Linked DNA regions of Arachis hypogaea: region 1 is linked to region 2. The links are chromatin contacts, called in public Hi-C maps. All regions are on one chromosome and are shown on one strand. Each heading gives the region's core, a stretch centred on a gene start, on an enhancer-like site or on the middle of the called end of the contact. The rest is flanking DNA. Distances are from core to core; before and after follow the strand shown. Region 1 has its middle 4.5 kb from the start of LOC112767130. Region 2 holds the start of LOC112763802 (low affinity inorganic phosphate transporter 4-like).

Evidence for each region. Hi-C and Micro-C count contacts between places; a contact is called where the count stands out from the background.
Region 1: a Hi-C map of leaf shows a contact between it and region 2, with 4 times the contacts expected there. The contact joins the enhancer-like site here to the promoter of LOC112763802 in region 2. A contact is called at or near these places in 5 of 8 Hi-C or Micro-C datasets (all in leaf).

What each region holds. Positions count from the first base shown.
Region 1 is chr17:123,017,248-123,019,947 of arahy.Tifrunner.gnm2.J5K5, reverse strand. No RefSeq gene overlaps it. Among protein-coding and RNA genes, the nearest start is that of LOC112767130, 4.5 kb to the left of the region's middle. Within about 2 kb of position 1,272, at least 3 of the 3 cell types and tissues checked have open chromatin away from gene starts, as enhancers often do.
Region 2 is chr17:122,918,100-122,920,799 of arahy.Tifrunner.gnm2.J5K5, reverse strand. LOC112763802 (low affinity inorganic phosphate transporter 4-like) reads right to left here and starts at 1,337. Exons shown (of 2, transcript XM_025809380.2): 1 at 937-1,337; 2 at 1-175. The coding sequence starts at 1,331.

The DNA.
Region 1 (2,700 bases), core at 23-2,522, 99 kb before region 2:
TATTATTCATCAAGTTCAAAATACAATTAGAATAATTTTATAACTAAAATTTCAAAGTTTTTGTTACAACATAAATTTAAAATTAAAAAAAATCTTTATGAAATACCTTTCGAAGAATTAAAGTTATCCTAACGTTGTCTGCTGTTGTGTATTTAAGGAAAGATCTTGTTCATTCTTTGTATGCCAACGTAGTACACACATTAACAGGGCAACAGTGGCATACTGTCAAGTGTCCATTATGTCCTCATCTCGACTCTTCAGGTCTCATGGTCTTTACTTAGTTCAAAATGCTGCTACATGTCCCCCGCATAGTCTTTGAATCTCAAGCCTGGCTCGGCTACTTATACCACCAATAATTCGTCATTCAGGTATAGGTGGTTTAACGGATTTGGATCCTCTAAAGTTTGAATTTCACTTTAGAGAGTAAAGTGTGATCTCTCATCATTAATTTCATAGGTGGGACCAAGAATAAATATGAAAGAGAAACTATTTAAGGGTAGAAGATCACACTTTACTCTTTAAAGTGAAATTCAAACTTTAGAAGATCCAAATACGTGGTTCAACTGCTTGAACCTTCATTTGGCTGTTCAGACTTCAGAGATTCGGGAAGTAAATTAAATTGTTTATTTCGACATTTTTTATTTTTTGGTTTATGTTAAATATATGCTTTATGGTTCAGTTTTATTACTTAAGCCTTCGATATTTTAGATTAAAAACTCGTCTTTAGCAAACATTTTAGTTCACACCATTAAAAACTCGTCTTTATCGGCCTTAGTCGGTTTAGTATACATTATATTAATCATACAACCACTCATTCCAAAAGCTTAAACTGATAAGAAAATGTAACATTAATGATATCTCTAATACTGAATCGGACATCTCTAAACCTCCATTATACACATTGTACACATATTCTATTGGCTTCCTATACTTCCTCTAAAAGTTCTCGAAAATAAGACAGTCCGCACAAACAAGAGAACATTATAAGACAGGGAAAAGACACTTCTCTTGAATCGCCACTAATCAAAGAATTAATCCCACAAGGAGCACTAAGAAAAACATGAAGTTCCAAAGCATTAGAATATCCCAAGACCTCTGCCATTCTGTTACCCTCTCGATATATCTGTAACATCCGAACCTGGCAATGACGATTAAGAACATTAATTTTCAGAATAAGAGTTTCATATACGTGAATTTGAACCCTTTTAGAGTGTACCAATGTCACTTTTTTGGGCTTAACAGCTTTGATGGTCTGAAAGTATCTGACTCCAACAATAACGAATAATAGGGCTTCGCAGCCCATTAATATAATGTATACTAAACCGACTAAGGCCGATAAAGACAATAACTCAACAATACCAACTGCCCAATTCGGACCCAAGAAAATCCCTGACCAAAAAAAAGGGACCCAAGAAAATCAAAGCAAGCTTAAGCCCATCATGAATGCCCAACTAACTTCAAATGTTTGCTAGAATTGCATTGATAACGAGAATCTCCATCCATTTGTCAGAAATTTTGGGTATAAACAAGGACACAACAGAAGATTAGATGCTTTTATTTATGATTTATGAATAGGAAGTGGCAGGTGAGAATTTAGATGAGTAAGATGATAACTGAGAGTTCCCTGCAACTGCAATATAATTGCAGCAGCCAAATTTTATCGTAAGGATTCTGCACCATCTTCTGCCCAGAACGTTTGGTGTAATCTTAAATGCTTCTTCGTTTTAGTTCTTTTAATTAATGTTGAGATCAGTATCATGCATCAAATTCCCTCACACGGGTATTAATTATATCATATAAAAATATTATATATGTTACTTCATGTTGAGTGTATCAGAAATTAAATAGTCAAGAAAGATATGGAGTAGTTTCTTCATGCACAAAAATTTGTAGTCTTTTTTCAAAGACATCAGATTTTCCTTGATTAATCAATTGGTTCAAATATAATAAATGTTAAAAATTGAATAAAACTTTGGTAAAAAAAATATAAAATATATATGCAATATTCTCAATGAATTAGAATGAAATTCTATTTTTTATGAAATCACGGAACTGTTATGCTGCTACTTTCAAAGGCTACGACTACCCTAAAGTGATCTATAGTATAGTGTAGTGCAATTTACTATAAAATAGAATAACAAGAATCTGGTCAAAGTCAACTTTATCGGCGACAATAAATGACTCCTGCCATATCAGCAGCAATTGCCATCAAACGCATATGGGTTGTATGCTGCATTAAACTCATCTTCCATAACTCCAATTCTCCAACAAATATTTTTCTACCAAAATATATTAGGTTTGGTTATAGTTGTTCTAAAAATATATGTAAAAAGTATTAATTAATTTTTATTAAAATAAATTTTAACTCTTTAATATATTTATTATTACTTGTTAAAATAAGGATAATTCATCTCTATAAACCAAAGTAACTTTAAAATTACTTGAATCTCCCTACTACAAAAACGTTACTTAAATGTCTTCGTTCAATAATTCTATATACATCGAATTCATTGAATTCGAATTAGACTTATTAGTAGTAAATCGAATCTAAAGCATTTGAATTACATTATTTCGGGTTCAAACGTAAATCGAAATTAATGAATTCGAATAAGGTTAAGGAGTACTAAATCGAATCAATGAGTATCGATTTATATGCACACTACTATCGAATAAAAAAGTTTCGATTTACTCTCCTTAGGG
Region 2 (2,700 bases), core at 88-2,587:
GTGCAAGAAGAGAGCCGAGATGATCACCGATATTAGACCGGCGCAAATGATCCCCACGCCTTGCATGGCGAACACCGCCGCAATGAAAGCGCCACGTGTCCTTTTGTTGGCGTATTCGGACATTATCGTCGCAGAAAGAGGATAGTCTCCACCTATGCCAAACCCTAGCCAAAACCTACATTAGAGGTATTAATTAGTACAAAATTTCTAAAGGTTTAGCTATGCTTTACCAATCATCATCTTTGATTTGTATAGTGATCAGCTAATTTATTTGTTTATATAAATATTGAAAGGTCTATATTTAAATTAAATGAAAATTCAAGTATAATTAATTTTATGTAAAGTTGATAATCGAAAATTATTAAATAATTTAATAAAATTGATAAAATTATCATCTAACAATTATTAACTATCAATTTTATATAAAATTAATTATTCTAGAATTTCTATCTTTAAATTATTATATTTTATATTTTTTAATCATGTTAAATCGTATATCAAAATTAATTATTAATATAAAATATATATTAAATATAAATTAAATTATATATATAAAAATACATAACGAGTAATTTTAATAACTGATTTTGATATATAAATAATATTTTTGATAATTTTTATACTAGTGTTGGTTAGATATGTTGAAAAAAACTAGTATTTGGCACTAACAAGGCTCTAATTAGTAATGAATAAGATTAGTTAGTTGACATTATGGTAATTAATGGAGCTATATATATACGGTGAAAATTCAGGTGAAGTCGACTTCACGTGAAGTTGATATTTGAGAGCCGTTAAATGAAAATTTAGTCAAATCAGTCAAATCATCTAACGGTCTTAGGTATCAACTTCACGTGAAGTCGACTGCACCTGAGTTTACACTTTTATATATATATATATATATATATATATATATATATATATTTTTTTTTGAAGTACCTGAAGAAGCAGAGCGAGGTCATGACGGACTTGGCGGTAAGACCGAAGGAGAGGCCGGAGCCGATGGCGCAGAAAACCATAATGATGAGGGTTATACCGTACACCTTCTTACGCCCCAGCTTGTCACCCAACCAACCAAACACTAACTGCCCTGTGAGGGTTCCAAACAGCGCCACCCCGATCACAAAGTTGTTCACCGTTGTTGGAAGCTTTCCTGGTTTAGGTGAATGTGGGTCGAAGTAGTACAATCGTCCCAGGAGTTTGGAGACGGTGGAGATGCAGAAGAGGTCGTAGGCATCCGTGAAGAACCCCATTCCGGCGATCAGTATGGCGGTTACATGGTACCATTGCGTTCTCGCCGAGTCCAGTGCTTCAAGCACCCCTAGTGATGACATCTTTGATGAGTTAGTTAGTTAGTTAGATATAGTTTAATTCATTATGGTTGTGGATATGTATATATAGTGGTTAAGAGGATTTGATAATTTGGTGTGGGTGAATAATCCTAGGTTGCGGGGGTGGGGGAGACATGAACGAGAAATTTGGATTGGTGATTTATGTGGATGTTGCTGTCTCTTGTTCATGGAATACAGGGTATATTCTTCCATTGCTATATGTTTGATTTTGGAAAATTAGTTAGTGACAGCTGGCTTATGGGATTAATTATTAAAAATTCTTAGAGTCAATAATTTTTAGTATTTTTTTTGTCATTATTTAATAGTTACAGGCACTAAATTATTTTTAATAATAAATAAATTTTTATTAATTTATATATATAAATTTTAAAAAATATGAATATAAATTGTATTAATTATGTATAAAATTTTAATAATTATAAATATAAATTATATATTTTTTATGTATAAAATATTTAAAAATATTGAAAAAATAAATATATTGCCAATGAGTTATAGCTCAAATGGCATAATCTCTCCATACTTATTTAAGAGGTCGCGAGTTCGAATTTTCCTATCTTTAGTAAAAGAAAATATTTAAAAATATTGATGTAACTTATTATTAATTAATTACTGATAAAAATTAATAATATTTACTAACAGAGTATAGTATGGTTCACTAACTATTAGCGTTAGTGGTTACAGTGATGTGCTAGATAGCTAGCTACCTTTTATGTGCACACAACATTTATAGGAGATCGTTAGAATTTAAGAGAACATTGATGCATGATGGTCTAAGATGAAAAATCTACGGCTTTGTCAATGGTCCATTTTTATTGGACTTGAGAATGAGCTTAGCATCTCTTGAAAGCCATGGGATGTGTGTGTACGTATATATACTTTGTGGACATCGAAAGTTTTCTTTTTCTTTCTTTTGGACTTTACTATCATGGCTAGCGGACTTATAGACGACGATCCACTACCACCACGACCAACACCTAGACGCACCACCGATCATCACGAGCGAGACAAGGATTACATAGTAGCTAGTTAGGATTTTATTGTATTGATTTTGGTTTTTTGAATTTTGAATAAAGGTGTATGTTTATTATTTATTTACTTTCGGATAAATTTGCGTGCTATTTTTTTTTTTTAAGTTAGGAATGAAATTTGAACTCGCAACTTCTAGATGAGTATGAAAAGACTATGTCATTTGAATTATAATTTGTTGACAAATTTACGTGTTATTATTATTTGGTTCTATAATTTATTTAGATGTTTTATTTTATAATTTTGTGATATAACAAGTAGCTGAAATATAATTAATATATATTATTAATGTATAATTGTATATATAATAAGAGCTGAAAAA